Linked DNA regions of Rattus norvegicus: region 1 is linked to region 2. The links are chromatin contacts, called in public Hi-C maps. All regions are on one chromosome and are shown on one strand. Each heading gives the region's core, a stretch centred on a gene start, on an enhancer-like site or on the middle of the called end of the contact. The rest is flanking DNA. Distances are from core to core; before and after follow the strand shown.

Region 1 (6,124 bases), core at 3,193-5,692, 61 kb after region 2:
ATTGACAATATATACCACTCAAGAGACATGAGCATTCTGCTTGCAGAAGCTTGGGATATTTCTAAGCTGGCCAATGTTCCCGGGGAGTGATGACTTGCTTAAGTTTTACATTTCACTTCCTCTTGCAGGTGCACAGTTGTGGAGGAGCCTCAGTGAAAGGTAGGGAATTTTGCTTCAACAGCGTGGCTTATGGATGGCAGGGCGGTGGGATGGGTGGGTGACTTGAGTTGCAGAGGTGTATTGCTAAATTGATGTTGTGGTGACAGGGACCCAAGTCCCTATAATGATTTGCAAGACTGTGGAAAGTGAAGCTGAAGGTGAGGACAAGATGGGGAGTCACTCCAGGGATACATGCACTTCTCTGAGTGGCTGGGCAGTGGATTTGTGAATCATGTGTGTGAGGATGCAGCAGGGAGGGAGAGGGACCTTTCTGTTTGAAGTCTTCTCTCAGATTCAGTTTTGGAGTGTGAGTGACAGTTGTTGCAGTGGAAGAATGGGGGTAGTTGCAAGTTACAGACCTCTGTTAGAATGTTCCAGAAGGGCTGGCCATGATGTCAGTTAGGGCTTGAGAGAGGAGGAGAGTAAAGGAAGGACAAAGGCCTCAGATACTGACCAGCCACTTGGCCTCTGTCTCACTAGAGTTACATCTGCTCCTTAACTGTCATCTAACCTTCAGGGGGGTGGATGTTTCCAAGTGGAAGAAGGCAGAGTTAGGGCAACGAGGAGAGACACAGTTTGCTTCACCCACAGTGCATGGGAGACAAGAAAGATGGAGAAAGTTCAAGGATTAATATTCCAGTGAAGTCAGTGCTTGTAGGAGCGGATTTTTTCTTTTCTTTTTTTTTTAAAGAACAGATTTGTCCATATGTATTTGTGCTAGTTAAGAAAGGATGGTGGGAATACCTTAGACCAAAGAAGCCATCAGAAAATGAAGACACAAAAGTGAGAAACAAAATAAACAGTGCCACGAAACTCCCATGATGACACAGGTCCTTCATTTCCTTGCTTTGAGAATCTGGCTCTCCTGGGCTGTCGTGGCCTGCACCGTGCACTCTGCAGCTGATGAGGCAGAGCCAGCACATCCTTTCTTGTCTCAGTCCACACCCTGCGTAGGTTTCCTTAGTTGTTGTGTGATGCCCTTTTCCAGCTCCAGGGCTCCTCTCAGCCACGTAACCTAACTGCCTCTCCCATCCTATCCTTTGAGCGCCTTTGGGCTGCAATAGCTTTTAGCTCCCTAGTTCGCTTCAACAGCGGCTGGGCGTGCTGCAGGTGCACGGTGACATTTGTCTCTACTCACCCTTTGCCCCAGGCTGTTCTCATGGTAACAGGCCTTGGTATTTGTTTCTGGGAAGTGGGTGTAAAGGTAAAGCACAGGTGCCATAGAGCTGTTCCCAGGTGTAAGTCAGGAAACTTAAGGAAGGAGAGCTGTCTCCAGGCAGCCCACATAAGGCCAGTGGCATTGCAGAGGGGTTTATACCATTTGCATCACATTGGCATGGTTAACGCCCATATGATGTCCCCCTGGACCACCTGGTCTAGGACTGCCTTATGGTCAGCACTCCTTTAGAGACTGACTGATTCTCTTGGTAAGCTGGGTAGTCAGGAGGCTGCGGCTGAACACAGTCAGAGAAGGGATCTGAGTTTCCAGAATAGTGTTGTTGAGACATTCAAATGGCTCCGTGAACAGGCCCAGTGTCAGGGGTCTGGTCTTGTGTTCATGCTGGACCACAGTACGTGGCTTAGGTGTTCTGTGCTTTCCATGGTGTACTGGCTGGTTCTGTGTGTCAACTTGATACAGCTGGAGTTATCACAGAGCCTCCCTTGAGGAAATGCCTCCATGAGATCCAACTGTAAGGCATTTTTCTCTATTAGTGAGAAGTGGGGAGAGCCCATTGTGGGTGGTGTTATCCCTGGGCTGGTAGGCCTGGGTTCTGTAAGAAAGCAAGCTGAGCAAGCCTGGGGAAGCAAGCCAGTAAGCAGCATCCCTCCATGATCTCTGCATTAGCTCCTGCTTCCTGGCCTGCTTAAGTTCCAGTCTTGACTTCCTTTGGTGATGAACAGCAGTGTGGAAGTGTAAGCTGAATAAACCTTTTCCTCCCCAACTTGCTTCTTGGTCATGATGTTTGTGCAGGAATAGGAACCTTGACTAAGGCACATACATTGGGAAAAATATGGAGGATTACCTTCTAATTTCAGTGGCTGTAAGATTAGACCAAGTGAGTTCACATGATTTCAAAGCTTTGTGCTCTTTGATACAGAGTTCTCAGATTCAGTGATGCTCGGACCAGTCTGCGTATCTTTTGTTCTGGTTTGGGAAGTGTCCATCCAAACTCATGTGGCTAAGTTATGGGGCAAACCTGTGTTCAGCCACAGAGGGGCTGCTGATCTTGAAGGTGTGGCTAAGTTATTGTTTTCAGCCATATAAGAGATAAAAGAGGATGGCATTACATTTTTGGCAGGAAGATAGAACTGGAAATAGTCACGTTAAGTGAATCACGCCAGTTCTGAAGGACAACTGTCACACACTGTTGCTCGTTGGTGGTTTCTGGATTTTATGCAGTTACCTAAAACCATGTATGCATACATCAAATGGAAGTGGAAGTGAGACTGTCTAGGTCAACAAAGGGAGAAACAGGAACGGGATGGGTGTATGGTCAGAAATATGTTCACTGTACAAAATATACTTGTATGGAAAAAATATAATGTAATTAAATGAAAATCCGAAAAAAAAATCTGCATGTCAGAAGTGTAATTTTCCAAACAGTAGTGGTCATTCCGTGTTCTTTTAGTGGTGGGGCGTAGTGGGAAGGGCGTAGGTCACATGAACTCAGCTATAGAGGCGACGGCACTGGGTGGGGAGTTGCAGCTCTTGCTTACTGTATGGTGCCTCTGCCCCAGCAAGAAGGCCTGTACCACATGTGTCCTGACCGTGGCCATCTGTGTTTGGTCACTGAAGTTCCCAGTGATGAGGATTTCTAATGCTTCTGCTGGAGCTTCCTAGGTGATAACTTGGTGTGCGTGTTCCATGGTTCTCCGCTTCTGTCTGGTCTGGGCTAATGCTTATTTATGTATTTACCAGTGAAAAAAAAATGAAAGAAAAGAACTTACAGGTTAAATACACAACGATGGGCAGATCACTGGGGTAGAGAGGGCACTCTGGGCTCACGGGAGACATGTGCCAGTAGGATTGTCTTTATTCCACGTTCACAGATTCTAACGCTAACCCTGACTCTCACCCTCCTCCTTGGCAGTGGCTGGACATTGTCCCCCACTGTCCTTTGGTGCAACAGCTGACATACTCAGGTTACTCAGCAAGGGTTAGTCTTCCCTTTTCCAGTGTCTGCTTTCAGTTTGGGCTTGATCTCAGCATGCGCCTGGCTTCCTGTCTGTGAGCCTTTCTTCAGTTGGGGTAAAGCATTTGACATTTTTCATGGAGGTGGTGGTGCACACACTCACGTGTACGATCCTTCAGACTTTTAAGAACTGTCTGTAGCTCTGCAAGAGTTTGCACTGCAGCAGTTCACCGTGCCAAAGCCGGGCTCTGATTTTCAACGCCATCAATAGTGATTGGGAACTTTAACTCAGATGCCCTGTCAGCCGGCAGAGGTGCCCAGAGCAGTCATTTATGCAAATATGATTCTAGGTGAGCACACTCCAAGAACAGCTCGTGTTTCACCTGTCTGTCTGTCAGGAGCTCTGCAAACTGTTTGCAGGATTATACAGACGTTGCTGTCTGCCGGACTGAATTAACTCTTTTTAAAAATTTATTTATTTCTTTTGCTTATTCACTTTACAGCCCACTCACTAGCCCCCTCCCAGTTAAATCTTTGCCATTCGTGTATGTGTGTGTGTGTGTGTGTGTATGTATGTATGTATACACACACACATATATAATATATATCACCTATGTATTTAATATTTGTACATTATAACCCAATAGTTTGTTCATTATAACCCAAATTAAGGGGCTAGGTTTTCTGCATCAGAAGTCACTTTGTCTTAAGGTTTATTTCATTGGCATTAAAGTTGTAGAAATAGAGACTGAGAAAGCACTGGAGGATTTCTGACATCTTCTGGGACATCCAGAAGCTTCTAGCTGGGAACTGTCTGTAGGAGGCAGTGGTGGCCCTTGAATTTGGCTGCTGCTGGGCGAGGTGCACCAATCTGACTCACCTTGAGGCAGAGCACAGGTCATCCTACCCAGCAGGGGTGAGCAGGAGTCCTGGGGTTTTGCCCCTGTGTGCCCAGATCACCCTTCTTGTTCTGGGTCTCACATGCCTTCTCTGTTTCTCACAGGCTCAGAGCAGCTGTGTGGGCACTGACATTTGGCATTGGCAAGCAATGTTCTTTTGTTCTGTGGGCTTTCAGATAATTCCCACAAACATTGCTTTTGCTGCTCTGTACTTTGAGGGACAGGGAAAGAATCTTTGACCATTAAGGCCAAGTCATGGTGTCCACCCAGTTCACAAGCCTGGAATGAGTCAGAGCACTTAAGTCTGATGGCTCAGACATTAAATTCTGAGGATATTATTCCTCTCAAAAAAAATGAAAATTCACTTAGTGTCTTTTATGTTCCTGTCTATCTCTTCTGACAAATGAGACGTAGTTTAAAAAATGTTTTTTGGTTTGGTTTGGTGTGTGTGTGTGTGTGTGTGTGTGTGTGTGTGTGTGTGTGTGTGTGTTTTGCAAAGAGTTGAACAGATGGCTTTTGCATGCTAAGCAAGTGTTATTCTACTAAACAATATCACCAGCAATGCAGGTTCTGTGGGTGTCATGAGGGTAAAGGGGTATCTTGGGTGGAGGGTTGAGTTAAATGGGGAAGAAGGGTTTTCTTTTTCAGAAAATATAGTCACTGGGCTCAGATCTGCTGGATGTCTGCACAAGCCTGTTCTGGCTAAGGAGACCTGGGCTAGCCTGGAAGCTCCACAAACTTGAAAGACTGCCTTCTGCCAAAAACAGAGACCTCCAATAGGCCTTTTATGCCTTTAAAAAAAAAGCAACAGTTGAGCACAATTCCGTAGTTATCTATTGTTCAGTGGGATTCAAAGCCCCTTTCTTCCTCTCCTGACAAAAGAAGAGGCCCATTCATAGAACAAATCCTCACAAGGGTTGACGGGCTGGGTCTCCAGGCCATGCACAGGGCTTCCCAAGATTCAAGCCAACTCGGTTTTGTTGTTCAAGTTGTAGTTAGCTGTTGAGACCCATCGAGGTCAACTACAAGACGGGACTCAATTGTGAAGCCATTCTGGAGGAAATGATGTGGATAAGGAGGCTTATCATCTCTCAACAACAGCCGTATACTTACACAAAAATTATTACCATCTAAAGTGGTCCGTGCTAGATGTTTAATACCCATATTCTTCTTGGGGTGCAGACTGTGAGACTGAAGGAAGTACCAGCCCGGATGGGAAGTCAAACTCCCTGCATATGGATGGCCGTTTTTGCAATGGCAACGAATATGTTTTTCAAACAGTATTAATAATTAAACTCAAGGTATTAAAAATGAAATGAAGGCTGGGAATGCAGTTCGGCTGGTGAGTGTCTGTCTAGCATGCGTGAAGCCCTGGGTTCAGTCCTTAGCACCTCAAAAAAACCAAGGTGGTGGCACAAGTCTTTAACCCCAAGCCTAGCGTGATAAAAACAAGTGAATCAGAAGTTCAAGGAGCCGGGCGCGGTGGCGCACGCCTGTAGTCCCAGCTACTCGGGAGGCTGAGACAGGAGGATCGCTTGAGTCCAGGAGTTCTGGGCTGTAGTGCGCTATGCCGATCGGGTGTCCGCACTAAGTTCGGCATCAATATGGTGACCTCCCGGGAGCGGGGGACCACCAGGTTGTCTAAGGAGGGGTGAACCGGCCCAGGTCGGAAACAGAAGTTCAAGGATATCCTGGGCTACACAGTGTTTTGAGGTCAGTCTGAGACATAAGAATATTCTCTCAATAAAGTATCATAGTTGTGCTTCTGCATCCAGCTATGGTTCACTCATGTTTTTATGCTACCTAAGGTTCCATCATGTGCATGCAGCACAGCCTTTAAATCCTATCTCTGTGTACTGCTCAGTTTCCATGAGTCTCTGAGCTTAACTACATTGCAGTGCAGACGCTTGAAAGAAGAGGAACGCCTGGTGC
Region 2 (6,746 bases), core at 165-2,664:
GATCTACACCTGCAAATCATGTAACCTTTTCTCAAGCTGAACTCCGATCAGAAAGACTGTTCTCCGAGCTTTAACAAGTCAGGAAAGATGCTATCTACATACCAAACCCTTCTGAAACATGATTTTTGGATTCAGTTTAAAGGAGAAATCTCTTGGCCCTGAGGATTTCCGTTGCCACATTTATTATCAATTTTAAGCGGCACCTTTTGGATTGTGAATCTCTTGCAGGTAGAATCCACATCTACAGGACCCAGTGGTGTACCAGGCACGTAGTAGGTGGTTAACAAACTTTTGTGTGAATCCAAGACATGTAATTCCTTCAAATACAACATACATTCAGATAACTGCTGACATCTAGCCTGCAATGTATAAATAAATGTTTGCATACATAGAAACAGAGGTATATAGTGGCCATCTAGATTAGCATTACAAACCTTAACCCCAGGCAGTGGGCTCTCGTTGCTTTGAGAATGCACCAAAACCATACCGTGAATGCAGGCTGGATACAGAGTATGAGTAGAGGATGCCAGGTACCCTGATGCATGCACTCTCTGGATTGAAGAAGGGTCTTTCATTCTAGTCTTTCCAACATTCAACCAGGAGAACCACATGGGGAGCTCTAGGATTCTCCACCTCTGAGGCCGCCTTGTGACACGCACAACAGATCTACCGAAGCAACCACCTCCAAAGCTTGGCACACTAGCACAGTAGGGCCACAGGCCACCCTCTGGCCTCTCTGCTTCCTGATCAGCTCGCTGACAATCTGCAAAGAACAACTCTCACTTCAGAGCCTTCAGCTCCCTTAACTAGAAGCGACTTCACCAGCCTGTGCCCTATGGCCTGGTGGGTCCTTACTCTTAAAATCAGAGGGCCAAACCAGACGTCCTTCCTTGACTCCAAATGTGCTTTTCTTCGTTTCCCAAGTCAGCGTTTGCATCTGACACAGTTACGAAGGCTGTTCCTGCAAGGGACCTGGACAAGGGCGTGCTGAGTCCTGAGTGAGGAAATACATGGCCAGGAGCACTCAGTTATTTTCTTCAATACTGAGGGATGGACGAGTGTCTGCTGTGACTGGAGAAAGTGGGAATGCGCCCCCTTCCTCCTTTTATAATTCAAAGCCCAGACTCCCCTTGGGGCTAGTCCTCTACCTGGGCCCCTCATCCAGAAGGGAAAAGGGACTATTTTCGTTGGTCCCCAGCTCCCCAGGGACGCTGCACAGCTCGCACCCACGGAGCCCAGCCCAGGATGTTCAGCCAGACCTAGGGCGGCCCCGCCCCTACACGAACTTGACCGCACCCTCTTTCCCGGCGCGGCCAGGCCTGACGTCACAAGGCACTCAGCCGCCGGCACCCCGCGGTGCGCACCCTGCACCCGGACCGGTCCCCGTTGTCCTCGCTGCTCTCCCGGCGCTCACCGCCAGGCGCGCGCGCGCGCGTGCCCGCCCGCCTCCCTCCCTGTCCCCGTCCCCATCCCCGTCCCCGCCAGCAAAACACCGCTGAAGATGGCGAGCCCGGCGCCGGAGGAGCACGCCACGCAGGGATGCCCAGCTACGGAGGAGCAGGAACCGCGACCCGGGGTTCCCGGGGAGGAGGCAGGGCCGGAGGGCGCCGGGCCGCAGGTGGAGGAGGCCGCGGGCAGAGTGGCCGCCGCCCTGACCTGGCTACTCGGGGAGCCCGTGCTGTGGCTGGGCTGGCGCGCCGACGAGCTCCTGAGCTGGAAGAGGCCGCTGCGCAGCCTGCTCGCCTTCCTGGGTGCCAACCTGCTGTTCTGGTGAGCGCTCGGGCTGGGTGGGGGCGCCCCAGAGGGCAGGTGACCTTGGGGCGCCCATGGCCGGATGTGGCCTGGCTGGGGGAGGGGGAGCTGGGCGTCGCTGCGGTGGAAGTGACAGTCTGGTCCCACTTGCTTGGTCACCTGTCTGAAACAGGTAGTCACCCACTTCAACTTTCCTCCAGACGCACTTCCCTGTGAGTGGCTGTCACCCTTGCTGAGGGTGTCCAGTCTCCAAGGGGAGGTGATGGTCAGCTGACCCACGTGTGCTCCTGTATCTAGGGATGTTCCAGAGCTCTTGAAAACTTCGGCCCTGGTATTGTTAACTCTCAGGTCTTGACCTGTACTTTCAAGTATGGGGGTACAGAGGCCCGTGGTCTTGAATTAATTTTTGCACCCAGAGACATATCTGGACCACCTTAGGTATCCTCTGAGCACTGCTACCTTCGTCAGCCACCAGAGATGGACAGCGAATGATTTGTTTTTCTTTTCCCTGGAGGGTAGGGTTTACTGTCTTTGATCCCAGATGAGAAAGAAGGAGGTAAACAAACAGGTGGATTAGGTACATCGCCCCGCCCCAAGATTGCATAGCTGTGGGGGTGGAGGATAGGTGGGGATGGGTAGTAATTTCAGGCAAACCCCAGAGGGAATATTCGGGGGATTTTCTTTAAGTAGCCCCTCAATCAACAGGTTTACCTCACCAGAAAGTGTTCTGCCTAGGTAAGCATCAGGCAGTGTCCGGCTCCACCGCGGAATGATGAGCGTTTTCGTCTGGTACTAGTTCATCAAGGGCGAAGAAAAACCTTTGTTTGCTAAGTGTCTTCATAACATGCATAGCCCTCGAAGTACGGAATAAGCAGTTTCGCTAACAAGTACCTATTCACAGGACGTAGATTTCGTAACCCCAAAGTTGGGAAATAAATAAATGCATACAAAGAGACCGTAGCCTGTTATTTTTTTTTTCTAGATTAATAACTTGAGCAACGTGAAGGATTTTCTTCAGATCCCTGCTGGTCTTGGTTTACTCTGAAAACGAGCTGTGTCTTGTTGCTGTCTGTGGATGTTAATTAACTTTGGGTCTCCCAGTGTTGCTGTTTCTGAAGTTTATCCCAGGTCTCTATCCTGTTGTAAAGTTACCTTGGCCCTTAAATAAAGAGGTTATATTATGTTGTGCTAGACTGGGCAGGATACTGAGTCTTAGGGCTGTGTCTCAATTATTTACTAATAAGCAACATGTTTTAGATTTTAAAGTTTTATTTACTTAAAAAACACCACAGTTCTAAAGCTTGAAGGTACAAAAATGTAAACACTTTGAAAATCTTCTCTCTTTGAAAATCTCTTTCCCACGCCCATCCCAGCTCTCCAGCTTCCTCCCAGAGGCCACAGGGGCTGCTAGCTTGCTCTCTGAGGCCTTTTTTTTTTTTTTTTTTTTTTATAGTGCCTGTTTCAGCAGAAGTTCTCTGTGTTGTGCAAACTGTGGGCTGGCATAGTAAGGATTCTTCGTTTAAGGGCTGGTGCCTTGTTGAATACACCTTGTTTTGTCAATGCATAGAATTCTTTTCCAAGAGTATGGAACCCACCTCCTAAGATGTAGTTTCCAGCATGTGCATTTTGAATGTGACAGCTGAGTCTTGTACTGTGTATCATTTTGTATATCTGAAACCTTTTAAAGGGTGAGTCCGGTAAGAGAAACAGTTGGGTCAGGGGGCATGTGCCCTTGCATTTTGATGGATGTCTCTGTATTGTGGGTCTGACCACCATACTGTTGTTGGGGTTCTGCCAGATCATTTGCTCACCAGTGAGTGTGACAGCGCGCTCCTCTATACTCTTGCCAAGAAGCTTTTGAAAAGTGTTTTACTCTTGTAAATCTAGTAAGTGGAAAGGGCACTTTGGTATGGTTTTAAATTTGCATTTGTCTAAGATTGATTGCTTTTCTTACGTTCAAGGACACCATGATCTGCAGTGCCTATTTATCTATAACTCTGGTTTGTTTCTTTACTTTGGACGTTGATCTTCTTATTGACTTACTGGAGCTCTTTTTATATGATGGATTTTACACAATGTAAAGAGTTACAAACATTTTTTCCTGTGATGTATTCTTGCATGTATGCATGTGTGTGTGTATGGGGTATGCGAGGAGTTTATGGGTGTTCTGGTCTACATCTATGTTTGTGCATGTAGTAGAAGCCAGAGGGCCTCTTTAATTGCCCTTGTTAGTTTTTTCCAACAGGCTTTCTACTAACCCTGGAGCTCATAAACATGGCTGGGTTGGTTGGTCACTGAGCCTCGGGGCTCTGCCTGTCTCTAGCCCTTTCACACGCTATCTCTCCTGGCTTGTATGTAGTCCTTGGGAGCTCAGTGCTCGAGTGACAGGCACATTCCTGACTGAGCCACCTCTCTAGCCTCCCTGTGACATATTCTTTCAGAACCATTGTTGGAGCTATTTTTTGTATAAATAATTAAAAAGAGTATTTGATGTTTTTCATGAGTCCATCTTACCCACTACTCTGATGGGATGACAAACAGTGGCCAGAGATTGAAGTTGGTTAGGATCTTACTTGTTTTATTTTCCCTGTTTGCAGTAGCTGAATTCCATGTATGCATTTCCCCTGACAGAATCACCATCCTGCTCTCAGAATCCCGAAGCAATTGCTGCTTTTGTGTAACAATCCATTGGACTTTAGGACTTTTTTTTTTTTTTAATTGATGTCATAACGGTTTTTGAAATCTTCATTATTTGTTTCTCTGGACTTGAAATATTCTGCTTAAAGCCTAAAACTTATTTTTTTAAAAAAGCTAATTTATTTCTTCTCAAATAAGCCTATCTTTGTTTTCATTCCTTCTTTCTTCTCCCTTTCCCCCCAGAGAGTATTTCTCTGTGTAGCCCCAGCTGTGCAGGAATTTGCTCTGTAGACCAGGCTGGCCTTGAACTCACAGAGATCTACCTGCCTTTGCTTCCTGAGGGCTGGGATTAAAGACATGAGCCACTACCGTCCAGCCTTTTTCTTTTTAATAAATACAAACAGGTTATTACTCTGTTAATGAAATTAGCCTCAAACTCAAGATAATCCTCCTGCCTTGGCTTCCTAAACACTAGAGTAGGTATTAGCCATCATTCCTGGTTATAGATGACTTCATTGTGTTCTTTAATTTCCTTTGTCTTGGGGATGCTAACAATTTTGTTTTCTATGAAAAAAACCAAGAAGTCAATATATTAAAGATATAATGGGCTATACAATTCGACCCTGTCTCAAGAACAAACAAAACGCCTCCAATTTTAGCATAAACAATGGGTGCTAAACTTGAAACTTGTCATTGCTGCTGTTCCACTCTTGTGGAAGTTAACTTGGTAAATATACAGATTGTATAATTTAATACCCAGTGCTTATAATTGCTTTCAGGATCTTGAATTTGACTCAGGAATTTTGACACTGACTACCTGCCCATGGCCTGCAACAGTAGTGCATGGGAAAGCAGGGATTGAAACAGATCCCAGCAGGTTCGAGTATCTCCAGTATGTATCCAGCAAATATATGGGTGGATGTTTTGAGGAAGGATAATTCACTTTGCGATGGTATGGGTGGGACAGAGTCATTATGGATGGGAGGGTCTTCATGGATTGGGATGAAACTGAACCTTGACAAGAACAGAGGTGGTTTTAGTAGATCTTGTACCTGGATAACTGTCTAATTGTAAGGAGTATACCCAGTGAAAGGAAGACATCTTTAAAGGCATACTCAGCATTTCATCTATAAGTCAATCTGGTAGAGAAAAGCAACAAGGGAATAAAATGTTGATGAGATTGGCTAGGTGCTGTGGGTATGTATCTGGGGTACAGTGCTTGCCAGAAATGCTGTGTTCGAACTGTCCTTAATCTTTCTTTAAGGACAATAAAAAATGTCCTGTGAAATGTACACAAATATTAAAATGGATAAATAAATTGGTGACCACTTATTCCTACCGTGGACAATTCATTGCTGTGAATAGACACCATGACCATGGCAACTCTTATAATTGGGGCTGGCTTACAGTTTCAGAGGTTCATTGTCATCATGGCGGGAAGCATGGCAGCTTGCCAAGGAGACATGGTGCTGGAAGAGAGTTCTACATCTTGATTTGAAGGCTGCCGGAAGGAGCCTTCTACATACATTGGGCAGATCTAGGCATCCTCAAAGCCTGCTTACACAATGGCACACTTCCTCCAACAAGGCCACACCTATTCCAACAAGGCTACACCTCCTAATATGGCTACTTCCCACAGGCCAGACTTTCAAACATGAGTCTGTGGGAGTCTATTCAAACCACCACAGACAGCTATACGCCAGTGAAGATAAACAATGGTACAATGGCAGATGAGTTTTGCAAATGTAGTTTGGGATAAAAGAAGCACAAAGTGACATGCACTGGGGCTGGTTCTGCAGTGTTGTAGATGGACTTAGAGTTCAAAGGTGTGTGTGAAAGTAAAGCAGACTGATTTAATGACATTCACTTAGGGGATAAGACTGCAAACATAACGTTCTTTAATCAGACATGAATATATTTTAAATATGATATACTTGAGAAAAATGCTAACACGTGAAAAAATGCCAAACATAGATGTTTAGTCATATTGTGGTGAAGTAAGATTAAATGTAGGCTGCATTTAACACGAGTCTTTAGAATCAAGATTTCCACAATGGAAACCAACTGGACCACTGCTCAGTAGTTCTGGGACAATACCTGGCTTCAGAACGCATGGTCTCACTCACTGAACTTACAAGGAACACATTTTCAAAATTCCTTTTCTTAATTTTTAAAATAACTAATGTAACTTCATAATTTCATATATTAAAAAAAGCAGAAAAGGGAAAACATTTTAGAAGTCTTCCCCATGCCTGGCCCTGAGCCCTCTCACAAGGGCAGCTAGTGTTACAGTTTTAAATTCAGCTTGAAGTGAAACTACTAGCGAAACAGAAATGACAATTTACTTTTTAAAAGGT

The links. A called contact is a pair of places that touch in the nucleus more often than the background predicts.
Region 1: a contact with region 2 is called in a Hi-C map of frontal cortex, with 2.0 times the contacts expected there. The contact joins the enhancer-like site here to the promoter of Retreg1 in region 2. A contact is called at or near these places in 3 of 12 Hi-C or Micro-C datasets (Schwann cells, frontal cortex and psoas muscle).

What each region holds. Positions count from the first base shown.
Region 1 is chr2:78,122,304-78,128,427 of GRCr8, forward strand. It overlaps Retreg1 (reticulophagy regulator 1), which reads left to right. Exons shown (of 9, transcript NM_001034912.1): 3 at 129-159. Among named protein-coding and RNA genes, the nearest start is that of Retreg1, 59 kb to the left of the region's middle. Within about 2 kb of position 4,443, at least 36 of the 93 cell types and tissues checked have an H3K27ac peak or open chromatin away from gene starts, as enhancers often do. A contact at or near this core is called in Schwann cells, where this site is marked.
Region 2 is chr2:78,064,710-78,071,455 of GRCr8, forward strand. It overlaps Retreg1 (reticulophagy regulator 1), which reads left to right and starts at 1,415. Exons shown (of 9, transcript NM_001034912.1): 1 at 1,415-1,770. The coding sequence starts at 1,502.